Regions from separate parts of the Sus scrofa genome. Here region 1 is linked to region 2. A link is a contact called in public Hi-C data. All regions are on one chromosome and are shown on one strand. The core of a region is the stretch at or near the end of the contact, and the rest is flanking DNA. Distances in the headings are between cores, read along the strand shown.

The links. A called contact is a pair of places that touch in the nucleus more often than the background predicts.
Region 1: a Hi-C map of alveolar macrophages shows a contact between it and region 2, with 1.8 times the contacts expected there. The contact joins two enhancer-like sites. A contact is called at or near these places in 12 of 47 Hi-C or Micro-C datasets (alveolar macrophages, brain, embryonic fibroblasts and 7 more) and 1 of 2 datasets of contacts at active chromatin or transcription factors (skeletal muscle).

Annotation. Positions count from the first base shown.
Region 1 is chr18:10,772,709-10,779,523 of Sscrofa11.1, forward strand. It overlaps KIAA1549 (UPF0606 protein KIAA1549 homolog), which reads left to right. Exons shown (of 20, transcript XM_021078582.1): 10 at 2,876-3,060. Among named protein-coding and RNA genes, the nearest start is that of ATP6V0A4, 92 kb to the right of the region's middle. Within about 2 kb of position 2,958, at least 12 of the 83 cell types and tissues checked have an H3K27ac peak or open chromatin away from gene starts, as enhancers often do. A contact at or near this core is called in alveolar macrophages, where this site is marked.
Region 2 is chr18:10,564,302-10,571,366 of Sscrofa11.1, forward strand. It overlaps ZC3HAV1 (zinc finger CCCH-type containing, antiviral 1), which reads left to right. Exons shown (of 13, transcript NM_001177489.1): 6 at 790-913; 7 at 3,527-3,701. Among named protein-coding and RNA genes, the nearest start is that of ZC3HAV1L, 25 kb to the right of the region's middle. Within about 2 kb of position 3,735, at least 1 of the 83 cell types and tissues checked has an H3K27ac peak or open chromatin away from gene starts, as enhancers often do. A contact at or near this core is called in alveolar macrophages, where this site is marked.

The DNA.
Region 1 (6,815 bases), core at 1,708-4,207, 210 kb after region 2:
ACCACATTGTCATTTTTTCCATTTCTTGCATATAGCCTTTGCTTTGTAATTTGTGCTTCTTTCGTAGCGCGTGTGCTTTAGAGGGCTCGCTCCCCTCCCTTGTCATTCTCTCAGGGACCTAAACCCAAACTTAATCCAGCGCCGAGCATCTTTCTTATTGTTAGATCTTTGAGTAGAAACATCTTGATGCTGCAGCATATGTTAACCATTATAGGCTGTGAAAAGAGCATAAAACTTAGTCTCTGCCCAGGAAGACCAAGATGAATTTGAAAAGACAAGGTTTAGAGTCATGACCATTTTAATGAGGAAGGTTGTATCGTCCATCAAGATGATACTTTTTTTGTTGTTGTTTGTTTGTTTGTTTGTTTTTTGCTTTTAGGACCGCACTCAAGGCATATGGATGTTCCCAGGCTAGGGGTCAAATTGGAGCCATAGCCACTGGCCTATACCACAGCCACAGCAACACCAGATCCAAGCCGCATCTATGACCTACACCACAGCTCATGACAATGCCGGATCCTTAACCCACTGAGTGAGGCCAGGAATCGAACCTGCGTCCTCATGGATACTGGTCAGATTTGTTTCTGCTGAGCCACAGCAGGAACTCCAAGATGATACATTTATGTAACAAAATGCATTTTGAAAGAATAGCAGCATATCATTTATCAGACAAAGACAAGCAAGAACAAAAGGCCTTAGATGGGGGGAATTTAGTGTCGTCTTGGAGAGGTCCTTGTGAAGTGGCCCTAACAGAGCGAGTTGGGCAGAGAGGAGGGGGCATTTTGATTTTCAGAGCCTGGTGGTCGGAACCTGAGCTTTAAGAGGACTGGAAGCAGTTGAGCTTTCCCGAAGAGCTGACGAAAGAACAACCTGCAAAATGGGAGGAAAAAATACTTGCGACCAACAAAGTACCAATCTCCAAAATGTACAAACATCTCATACAGCTTTATATCCAGAAAAGCCCAAACAACCCAAGTAAAAAATGGTCAGAAGATCTAAATAGACATTTCTCCAAAGAAAGCAGACAGATGGCCAAAAAGCACACGAAAAGATAAGATGCTCCACATCACTAATTATTAGAGAAAAGCAAATCAAAACTATAATGAAGTTACAATGAGGTATCACCTGTCACCGGTCAGAATGGCTGTCGTCAGCGAGTCAGTTTAATATTTACAATGTATTATTGTAAATAATAACTGCCAGAGAGAGTGCGGAGCATGTTGGTGGGAATGTCAGTGGGTGTATCCGCTATGGAAAACAGTGTGGAGGTTCCTTCAAAAACGAAATATGGTGCTACCATGTGATCCAGCAGTCTCACTCCTGGGCCTGTGTCCAGAGAAAACCAGTACATCAAAAAGATACCTCCACCGCCGTGTTCGTTGCAGCACTGTCTACAGTAGTGAAGCCGTGGAAGCAACCTAAATGTCCATCAGCAGCAGAATGAATAGAGAAGACGGGGTACATATGCACATGGACTATGACTCAGTCATAAACAAGAATGAAACCATGCCACTGGCAGCAACGTGGATGCAACTAGAGCTTATCATACTAAGTGAAGTTCGTCAGACAGAGAAAGACAAATGTATGATATCACTTATACGTGGCATCTCATAAAAATGCTGCAAAAGAACTTATTCGCAAAACAGAAGTGGATTCAGAGATTTCAACACTGAACTTGGCGTTATCGAAGGGGAAAAGTTGAGGGGAGAGATGCGCTGGGAGGCTGGGATGGACGTGTCCACATTCCTGTGTATGAGATAAAGAAGTAAGAAGGACCCACTGTACAGCACATGGCCACCTGCTCAGTGCCGTGTAAAGAAAATACAATAATCTGGAACGAAATGGACAGATGTATAACTGATTCACTTGGTTGTATACCTGAAACTAATATCACATTGTAAGTCAGCTATACTCCAGTAAAAAAAATTTTTTTTTGTCTTTTTAGGGCCGCACCTGTGGCATGTGGAAGTTTTAGATCAGAGCTGCAGCCGATGGCCGATGCCAGAGCAACACAGGATCCGAGCCCAGTGTTCGCCTTACACCACAGCTCCTGGCAATGCTGGATCCTTAACCCACTGAGCGAGGCCAGGGATCGAACCTGTGTCTGCATGGGTACAAGTCAGACTTGTTTCCACTGAGCCATGATGGGAACTCCTAAGATTTTTTTCAAAATATTAAAAAACATTTTTTTAAAGATCAAGAAAAAAGCCGAATCCTGAGAGAGGATGCGTGTAGAATAAAGGGGATGAGGGTCCAGTCCTGAGAGGCTGGGGTGGGGGAAGGAGCCAGTGAAGGAAATTAAGAAGGACAGAGTAGTTGAGACAGGAAAGATGGGGTTGGAATGGGGGTGGGAGGGGGGAGTGAGGGCTTCCAAATAAGTAAATTGATTTAATGTCATTTTAAAGTGGACGGCTGGTACCTTAGGTAAAGCAATTTGAATCAAAAGTCATGTTTCAAGGGCTTGGGGGCTGGGGGTGGGGACACAGATAAGGCATGAAGGCAGGGCTCGCAGACCTCGCTCTTGGTGTGGGACCATTCCTGCAGTGAGAGTTTAGGGACCGATCTGGTGGAATGAGCTGGAAGCCAGGAGACCAGGAATAAGCTGACATTGTCGTGAGTTAGCCCTGTTCCTGAGGACACATCACGTATGTCACCGTGGTCGCTCCTGGGCGGTCGAGGCGACCGACCCTCCCGTGTTTGTCACTGCCTCTCGTTTCCTGTCGTCGGGGGGCGTGCTCTCTCCCCAGTCGTCTTGCGCCGAAAGGACGGGGGCTGTGAGGGTGGCTCCTGGAAGAAGGCACAGTCTCGGCCCGGAAGGGCCGCCTGGCCCAGGGTCGCAGAGCAGCCCCTGACAGACCCCCTCCCTCGCCTGCAGCCGTGGACAGGGTGAAGAGGCCGGAGCCGGAGTCGCAGAGCAGCAACCTCTGGGTCATTGTGGGCGTGGTCATTCCGGGGCTGCTGGTGGCGCTGATCGTCGTCATCCTCTACTGGAAACTCTGCCGCACGGACAAGCTGGACTTTCAGCCTGACACTGTGGCCAACATTCAGCAGCGGCAGAAGGTAAGGGCGCCCCCGCCCCCGGCGTTCGCATGAGCACCCCGTGGGCTGGGCTGAGGTGCCTCCAGTCCTGATCCGGAAGGACGGGGGAGGGAGCTGGTAAGGAAGGGGTTTGGTTTCACCGGTGGCGTCCCGTTGTCTCCGTGTGTGCCTAGGGCACCCCAGTTCCTCTGCAGGATTAACTCCTCGCCAGGAAGGTGTAATGGCTTAGCAGTGCCGTGGGCTCTGAATTCCACTGTGATTTTATTTTTGAGATGCTCCCTTAGAAGATCACGTCCATTCTGTCTGTGAATTCTGATCTCTTTTAACCCTGGGTATTTTTCAGAGAACAGGAGCCAGGAAAGGTTTGCTTTGATCTGTGTATCTTTTCGTTCATATGCAACTCTGCTGGGTGGCTCCTTTCTTTTCCTCTCCTTCCATGTCGCAAGCCTACTTATCCACCGTGATCACGACCATTTAATCATTAAGAAAGTGTAATACAGGGAGTTCCTGTCGTGACTCAGAGGGAACGAACCCAACTAGTAGCCATGAGGATGCGGGTTCAATCCCTGGCCTCGCTCAGTGGGCTGAATATCCTGCATTGCTGTGGCTGTGGTGTAGGCTGCAGCTATAGCTCTGATCCAGTCCCTAGTCTGGGAACTTCCCTATGCTGCACATGTGACGCTAAAAAAGAAAAAAAAAAAAAGAAAAAAGTAATACATGCATTAATTTTAATATATAATTATATAAATTTATAAGTATATACATTTTATATATATATAAATGAGTACTTGCCAATCTTTTAAAAAATATTTTGGGGCATTAGTCTACTGGAAGAAATTCTGTGCAGTATTTCTTATAAGAAACAATACACATAATCCACCAGCTGCCATTTCCAATCCAGGCTTCTTATAGGGAACCTGAGTACAATTTTTTATTTTTCCAATATCCCCCCACCCCACTCTACTGTGTAATCTTTTAGAGTAAATTCACTGCCCCTCACCTGACAGCAGTTTCATTTCATTTCTTTTCTTTTTTTCTTCCTTCCTTCCTCCCTCTCTCCTTCTCTCTCCCTTTCTCTCCCCCTTTTTTTCTTCCTTCCCTCCTTTCTTTCTTTTCTTTTTTTTTTGTTTTCTTTCTTTCTTTCTTTCTTTCTTTCTTTCTTTCTTTCTTTCTTTCTTTCTTTCTTTCTTTCCTTCCTTCCTTCCTTCCTTCCTTCCTTCCTTCTTTCTTTCTTTCCGCCTGCCTTCTTCTTTTCTTTCTAGCAGCTCCTTTTCCATGTCTTTCCAAAGCATTCAAGGTAGGGTTTTTTCCTTTTCCTTTTTTTGGCTGCCCCATGAGATGTGGAGTTTCTAGGCCAGGGATCGGATCCAAGCCCCACTTTCGACTTATGCTGCAGCTGTGGCAACACCGGATCCTTTGACCAGTGTTGGCCAGGAATCCAACTTATGTCCTGGCACTGCAGGCACAGCCGTTACTGTTTTAGCGCAGCGGGAACTCCTTGAGTTAGTTTTTATAGTAATCACAGTCCCCTTCTCACACGTAGGTTTCAACAGTTTCTGCAATATTTGTCACATACAAGTTTCAGAGTGAAGATATAGCCTCTTCATCAGTGCCTAGCTCCCTAGTGCAGCGAGAACGTGCCAAGTAAGAGAGGCGCTTGTGAGGTCCGGACACTGAGCGCAGCGCCCGGGCTAGCCACACCCAGAGCATGGGACGTGTGGTCGCCACTGCATTTATTGACATGTGCCTGCTCTGGGTCTCACACATGTAGAGGGCCCACTTAACTCGAAAAGTTTGCTAAGAAAAGGCAAGCAAGAGGCAGAAGAACCAGAAATAAAAAAATTGTCCTTTTAACCTTTTAATTTTATTCTGATTTTCTGGGTATAAAAAAATTTCTGCACATCACAAACCTAGACTTCCTGGATGAAAAAAAAAAGTATTTTATTTTTTTAAATTAATTATTATTATTATTATTTTTGGCTTTTTATGGCTGCACCCGCGAGGGCATATGGAAGTTCCCAGGCCAGGGGTCCAGTCAGAGTTAGGGTTGCTGGCCTACACCACAGCCACAGCAATGCCAGCTCCGAGCCGTGTCTCACGCAACATCGGATCCTTAACCCACTGAGTGAGGCCAGGGATCGAACCTGCATCCTCATGGATACTAGTTGGGTTCATTACTGCTGCGCCATGATGGTAACTCCTGAAAAAAAAAAAGTATTATTTTAAGATGTATTTTACCTTTGTGAAAGTAAATGAGGAGCATTCTTTTTCTTATGGATCCACTAAGAAAGGCAAACCCTTGATTAATTGCAAGTTCATGGTTATGCAGTGTTTGAGAGGCAGTTTGTACATTACGGTTATATTTATGACCTCTCTTCATTTATTATTTACATGGTCTGCTAAGGTCGTTTTGTTGTTAGGTGGTGAATAGCATGGAAAGAACCTGGGAAAAAGTCACCGATCTACTAAATGATGCATAGTGTGAATTTCATTGTAATGAGATCAACAGTCGCTTTGGAAGTGTTTTTGTTCTGGTGAAAGGGTATTGTTACTGAGAGACTTAACCCGTATAGGCGGTTATGTATTTAGGTCTTTAATGTTTGCTGCTTCCTAACATAAACACACCTGTCCCTTCAGTAATTGCCAGCATTCCCACCGTTCACTAGATGCTACTGCCCAAGCTTTCGCCGTCTCCCACTTTTAGTTCCGAAATAGTCTCACATCGCAGATGTTGCTGTACATCAAACGGACAGTTTCCCATAAAACTGGCCTCCAGAGCTGCTCTCTTTGTGCCCAGTGCTGTGGAGTTTGATGCTTTTCCTTTGACGGCATCTTTGCCGGGAGGAACTCCGCCCGGAGGACCACCGGAGGTGACAGGTGTCCTCCGCTCTGTTAGGAGGGTGGCAAGGTCTTTGTTTTGCTGGCACAGGAACCCACCACGTAGAGCTTGTCCTGCTTTTATCGTAGGAAAACGATGATGTCCATGTCGTTGAAAAACGCGTCTCTCTGCTGCGTAAGTGTTTCTTCTGAGACCATCTGTCGATAGCGAGGGTCCCCTAGCCTCGTCTTCGGGGCCCTTTGAAAAGATGCTGTCTTGTCGTGACTGCAAGAGCACTTTTTCCTCCTCGTGTGGCTCTGTGATTTCTCTCTCCCCTCTGCCCACCCCGCCCCCTGATGCTGCTTCACCACTGCTCCCTGACATCTTTGGGCAAATCCCAGAGCTGCCAACATCTGGAATGAATAAATCCACGGACCAAAAATCCACACCCTCCCCCCTTCTTGTAACCAGAAGGAAACCTCTTCACATTGTCTGGGAATAGATTAGTTCTGAAATGTGATAACAGAGAGAGAGACCATTCTGTCCTAGTTTGAGGCAGGGTCTTTTACTGTTTCTAATGAGAAAGGACTGCTAACCCATGTCTTTCTTTTATCTGTGTTCTCTTTAATCTGGAGCCCCAAGGCATCACTTTTGACTGCTCCCAGAAAAATTACAGCTTGGACCCGCCTCGCCCTGTTGAGGTTCTATTTAAAGACACGAATGGCGTTGGCCAGATGCTGCTGGCCCTTTGGAAACTTGTTCCTTTCAACAGGGACAGTCCACACCCCGTGGTTGGCATAGGACCATGGTTCCTGGCCGGCTGGCACTGCGGGCAGCCAGATGGAGCTGCCTGGTGCTGCATGTTCATTCGCCCAATTGAGCAATTTACTCTCAGCCACTCAGGGCCGGGCTGGGTGACAAGCACGGATAACCCACCAACCCATAACCCATCAAGGAC
Region 2 (7,065 bases), core at 2,485-4,984:
CGAGTCCTCATGGTTACTAGTTGGGTTCATTTTCACTGAGCCGTGACGGGATCTCCGTACACTTTTAGACATTTCAAGATAATCTAAACATAAGGCAAATTGTGAAAAACAGAACTATTTTCTGTACTTATAGATTATAGGCTTATGACATTAATTCGTTATTCGGCAAGCAGTCATTGAATGGCTATCTTTTGCATGCCCTGCTCTCTGCCAGTAAAGCAAGGGAGATGCAAGCTAAACAATGATGCAGGCCTCTCTTCAATGAGTTTGTCATTAAAATGGGGCATCAGAACATCCGCAGATTAGAAAACTGCCTAAAATACATGAATAATAAAGCCCAAACTAAAGATGGGGTACTGGCTGGGGGATACAAAATAGAAGTCAGGTCAGAAGCCTAAGAGATTAGTGAGGGAATTCTTCTGGAAGGGGTGCTTTTTAGGCCAGGGCTTCAAAGAAACAAGCAGTTGGCCATGCAGGAGAGTCTTTCGACTCAATAAATTCATGAGGGAAGTGCAGAAGGTAACTGTAAATTTACAATGACCTCAGATTTCCTTGTGGATAATGTGGCTTCTGGGGGGGGTTAGCATTTCATTTTCTGGCGCATCTCCATGGGTGACAAAGGAACACGGAAGTAAGGGTTTGGGGCAGTACAGGCAGGGGCCAGCATGAATGGCGGTGGAGCCAGGCCATGTGCCTGCGGGGCTGGCGGGCTGGGGACGGCAGACCTTGATGGGGAAAGTTAGCGGTGAATTTGGCTGAATCGGTCAGACCTCTCTTCTGTCTTTGCAGAGAACTGCAGCAAAGTTCACTTCCACCTGCCCTACCGGTGGCAGATGCTCAGTGCGAACACCTGGATGGACCTCTCGCTCATGGAGAACGTCGAGGAGGCCTTTTGTGACCCCAAAGTCTCCGTGTAAGTTGGTGGCCGGACTGGCTTATGAAAGCCACAGCATCAAAGGAACGCCTAGTGCTATGTTTATGGGAAGAAGAAAAAGCAGGTTCCCCTCAGGATGCCGTTCAGGTTAACTCTTGGGATAAAAAAGGCAAATGCCTGCTGGGTTAATGAAGAAAAAAGTATAAGTGGGGTAGGTGTGAAGTCACTCAGGGCCTGGCTGATACAAGGGGTTCTGGGATTGTTCCCTTAGGTGAAATAAACAAGGACACAGTATTTGTTAATACTTGGCAGCATGTCCTGGAGAATAATACGATGCAGGGGGCGGTTTGTATTCCTCTCAGCTCATCACAGGACTATTACAAGTATTGAATGATGAGCTTGACAGAGCCTTTGGCGGAGTTCCCTCTGTGGTTCAGTGGGTTAAGCATCCAGCATTGCTGTAGCTGTGGCGCAGATTGAAGCTTTGGCTCAGATTTGATATGTGGCCCGGAAACGTCCGTACACCATGGGTGCGGCCAAAAAAGAAGAAAGAAAAGAGGGGCTTTTCTTTAATTTCATGGTTTGAGGAAATGATTTGAGTCACTTCATATAGTTCTGGGCAGGATTTGGTTGAACGCGTTAGCATGTCCTGCCTTCCTTCCTGCTTGCTGTATTCTGTATCCTGGCGGTTTCTAAGAGGCTGCCTTCCATTTCTGTTTCTTGTAGGGCTGGTAGGGGCAGTACCACTCCTAAGCATGTGTCTGTTTCCTTTTTTTAGAAGGAAATTCTTGAGGGGAAATAGGGACATTTCATCATCCACACATTTAGTGAAATGGGGTAGAGATTCTGTGTGGCTGCCTTTTGCCACTAGAGGGTGACATCAACCATTTTCTTATTTCTGGGTGTGTTCCCCCCACCAGATAAACCTGAAGCAGGGTTTCTCAGCCTTGGCCCTAATGACTTTGGGGACCAGATAATTATTTGTTGGGGGCCAGTGTAGCATCCTTCGTGGCATCCACCCGTGATAACGCTCGTTTTGATAACCGGAGATGGCTTCAGGGCTGTCAAATGTTCGGGTGGCAAAATTGCTCCTGATCGAACATCCCCAATCGAGGGGGTGTTTCTTAGATCGGTAACACTCAAACTTTCTGGTCTTGGGAGTCCTACGTAGTGTTAAAGTGTATTGACGATCCCAAAGAACTTCTATTGATGTGTATACTGATATGTATTCCGCATTAAAGATCACAGCTGAGGTGTTCTCTTGTGGTGCAGCGGGTGGAGGACCTGGCACTGTCACTGCCGTGGCTCGGGTTGCTGCTGTGGCGCAGATTTAGCCCCTGCCCCCAGGAGTTTCCCCAAGCCGTGGGCACAGCCTAAATAGAAAAAAAAAAAAAAAATCACAACTGAGAAAAATTAAAGGATTATTGATTCAATGAAAATAATGAAATTAATTCATTAAAAACCAATAATAAACTCATTTATGTTAATGTAACATCTTTGATAATGACCTGTACGTATAAGCGCTTACAACTATATATATGTATAACTACAAAAGTAACTTTTCCAAAACAAAACCAAATTTGTTGTGAAGAATGAAATTGTTCTGTATTTTGCAAATTTATTGTGTTGTGAAATCGACATCATGTAGCCTCTGGAAAACTCCATTGTGCCCCCGTGAGGGTATGAAAGTGAAAAAGGCAAGTAATGTCTTAATATTACGATGAGAATAACTTTGACCTGGCTGGCACCCTGCAAAAGTCTCGGTCTACACTTTGATAACTATTTAAAGAATAATGATTGAAGGAGTTCCCGTCGTGGGGCAGCAGAAATGAATCTGACTAGGAGCCATGAGGTTGTGGGTTCGATCTCTGACCTTGCTCAGTGGGTTAAGGATCCAGTATTGCCATGAGCTGTGATGTAGGTCCAAGATGCGGCTCATATCTGGCTTTGCTGTGGCTGTGATGTAGGCCAGTGACTACAGCTCTGATTCGACCCCTAGCCTGGGAACCTCCATAGGCCGTGGGTGCAGCCCTAAAAGGACAAAATAAATAAATAAATACTGAAAGTGACCTACTGTGAGTTTCTAATTGACTTTTTTTTTTGTTTTTGTCTTTTTTCTAGGGCCACACCCACAGCATGTGGAGGTTCCTAGGCTAGGGGTCAAATTGGAGCTGTAGTCGCTGGCCTACAACCACAGCCACAGCAATGCGGGATCCAAGCTGCATTTGCAACCTACACCACAGCTCACCCAAACACCAGATCCTTAACCCACTGAACAAAGCCAGGGATTGAACCTGCATCTTCTTGGATACTAGTCAGATTTGTTTCCACTGAGCCACGACGGGCACTCCCTCACTGACTGTCTAACACTGAGCCACTCAAATGTTTTTTTGTGGGTACAGTTTCCTTTGGGAATATTTCTCAAAGGAAGAACACATTTTGTGACACCATTAAATACGTGGGATAGGCAGGTTACGTGCCTGTACTGCAGTTTTTCCTTGCAAGCTGCATACAGGAAATTCAGAGGTCCCCTTCAGCCCTCCAGTTTGAATTCTGTCCTCTTATCAGGGACGACCACGGTGTGGAAAGTATAGAAAACAAGCGTTTTGCTTCAGGGAAGCATGTTGTTAACACTGAGCTTTCCCTTCTCAGCCTTTCTATTGGAAATTATAAACTCAATTTCCAGGAGATGACTTGTGATTATAATCCCATCCGACGCCTCTCCACGCCTTCATCTGTCACGAGGCCGCCCGGTACTGTCTTCACCACGAAATGGGTTTGGTACTGGAAGAGCGGACCTAACACATGGGTTCGATATGGGGAGAAGGTGAGTACACTGCCTCCTTGTGGACACTCTTGTGTAAACTACCCAACTTCCGAAGAAACTCTGATGCCTGCCTGGTTACCGTGGGGCCGGAACCTGGTAGAGGATGCTGTACGTTTTTACGTTATACCCACAGCCCTGTCCGCACTTTTTCAGCAAGTACGTACTCCGATTGCATCATAACAATTATAATTTTTTTTTTTTTTTTTGGTCTTTTGTCTTTTCAGGGCCACATCCACGGCGTGTGGAGGTTCCCAGGCCAGGGGTTGAATCGGAGCTACAGCCGCTGACCTACACCACAGCTCACGGCAACACCGGATCCTTAGTCCACTGAATGAAGTCAGGGATCAAACCTGCAACCTCATGGTTCCTAGTCAGATTTGTTTCTACTGTGCCATGACGGGAACTTCTTTTTTGCTTTTTTTAAGGCCACACCCTCTGTACATGGAGGTTCCCAGGCTAGGGGTCATCTGTAGCTGCCAGCCTACACCACAGCCATAGCAATGCAGGATCTGAGTTGTGTCTGCGGCCTACACCACAGCTCACAGCAATGCCAGATTCTTAGGCAACTGAGCGAGGCCAGGCATCAACCTGCATCCTTGCTGATACTAGTCGGGTTTGTTACTGTTGAGCCACATCGGCAACTCCCCTTGAGATGACTCTCTATGTGTTGGTACAGAAATGTACAGAGGCCATTGCTTTCAGCCAGAAGAGGGGCAAGAGTGAGCAATCAGAAGACTGATGGAGGTGGCCACTGGGATTCAGTCACAGTCTGGATTCAGAGAGACTGGAAGATGCTAGGCTTACCCACAAAGGGACGGAGAAACAGGGGAGAGAAGTTTAGATAAGCAGAGCTTCCGTGTAATGTCTTTCTTCACTTTGATTCATAGGATTAGAAAGAGAGGCCTGCTGTATGGCACAGGGAACTCGTTTCAGGAACCTATATGGGAAAAGAATCTGAAGAAACATGGATATATGCGTACACATAACTGAATCAGTTTGCTGTACACCTGAAACTAACACAACCTTGTTAATCAATTATACCCCAGTACAAAATAAAATTTAAATTAAGAAATAGGAGTTCCCGTCGTGGCGCAGTGGTTAACGAATCCGACTAGGAACCATGAGGTCACGGGTTCGATCCCTGCCCTTGCTCAGTGGGTTAAGGATTCAGCGTTGCTGTGAGCTGTGCTGTAGGTCGCAGGGGCGGCTCGGATCCCAAGTTGCTGTGGCTGTGGTGTAGGCTGGCGGCTACAGCTCTGATTTGACCCCTAGCTTTGTATGGGCTCTTCTTCGTTTAAGCTGAGGATCATGGCAAAGTGCACTTGCGGAAAAGTGACTCCCCCGTGAGGGGCCGGTGGAAGCAGGAATTATAAACTCCAGTTCTTCAGCTTGGTGATTAGATAAAATAACTAAAGAACGCTCAGCAGAGAATAGATCACATTTAAATTTATACAAATTCTGTCACTCATGTTCCCTACTAAAACATCAAGAAACTTTTTTTTTTTTTTTTTGCTGTTTAGGGCCATGCCCACAGCATATGGAAGTTCCCAGGCTAGGGGTGGAATCAGAGCTGCAGCTGCTGGTCTACACCACAGCCACAGCAATGTGGGATCCAAGCAGAGTCTGCAACTTATACCACAGCTCACAGCAACACCAGATCCTTAACCCACTGAGCAAGGCCAGGGATCTAACCCGAAACCTCATGGTTCCTAGTCGGATTCGTTAACCACTCAGCCACGATGGGAACTCCTGACTGAATTTTTTTTTTTTTTTTTTTTTGGTCTTTTTGCTATTTCTTGGGCTACTCCCGCGGCATATGGAGGTTCCCAGGCTAGGGGTCGCTGACTGAATTTTTAATAAGAGTTGGGCAACTGAAATTTCTGGGCTAGGAACCTTCTTGATAGGAACAGGGAGAGTAGAAACTTTGGCCAAAAAAGGGTAGATGCGTATGTTTTGACAGTGAACTCTCTGGAAGGTAGAATTAAGAGGTGGAAGTTTAGGTGCTAAGCCAGGACTTGGCGCCTACACAGATGGGGGCCAGGGAGAGGACAGAGTTAGGAGTAACTGGAGGTGGAGCCAGGGACTCATGGGCTTTGCATCAGGCAGGGGGTGCAGACCCAGACCCTGGAGAAGTTTCCTCGCCGATAGCCAAGCTTAGCCACTGGGAGAGCTGGCCTTGAGGGGCAGGAGTTCATTGCCCAGGCCCAGGGCAAGCCACAGCTCTAGAAAGCCAAGAAAGGCAATAGTGTAGGCACAAGACAAAAGCCAAGCCCTGGGTACTGAAACTGAGACGTAAATTCAAGAATACATAATAAAACAGAACACTGTAGGAGTTCCTGTCGTGGCTCAGTGGTTAACGCGTACAAGCGGGAACTATGAGGTTGCAGGTTTGATCCCTGGCCTTGCTCAGTGGGTTAAGGATCTGGCATTGCCGGGATCTGGCATTGCCGTGAGCTGTGGTGTAGGTCACAGACGCAGCTCAGATCCCATGTTGCTGTGGCTCTGGTGTAGGCTGGCAGCTCTAGCTCCCATTTGACCCCTAGCTTGGGAACCTCCATGTGCCTCAGTGGGGCCCTAGAAAAGGCAAAAAGACCGAGAAAAAAAAAAAAAACAAAAAAAACACCACTGTAAACCAGCTATAATGGAAAAAGTCAAAATTTAAAAAAAAGAATACATAATAAGCACCCCCCAGCTTTTTTTTTTTTTTTTTTTTGCTTTTTAGGGCCACGCCTGCAGCACATGGAAGTTCCCAGGCTAAGGGCTGAATCAGAGCTGTAGCAGCCGGCCTACGCCACAGCCACAGCAACGCCGAATCCCAGCCACATCTGCGACCTACACCACAGCTCACAGTAATGGTGGATTCTTAACCCACTGAGCGAGGCCAGGGATCGAACCCACGTCCTCATGGGTGCTCGTCGGCTTTGTTACCACTGAGCCACAATGGGAACTCAGCCTTCATTCCACCTTGAAACCACGCTTTCTCATCGGATGATAGGCTGAAATAGCCACAATGTTCTACTTCATGCCAGGGGGTTGGATTCTGTTAGACAACGAGTGTAGCCCTGATGTCTGCTCGTCGGGTACAGGTTGCTCTGTACACTTGGCTCATATTTTTTTGTTTTGCTTTGTTTTTAGGGCCGCACCTGTAGCATATGAAGGTTCCCAGACTAGGGACTGAATCTGAGCTGTAGCTGTTGGCCTGCACCACAGCCACAGCAATGCAGGATCCCAGCCGTGTCTTCGACCTACAGCACAGCTCACAGCAACGTCAGAACCTTAACCCACTGAGCGAGGCCAGGGATCAAAGCTGCACCCTCATGGTTCCTAGTTGGATTCATTTCCGCTGCGCCACAACGGGAACTCT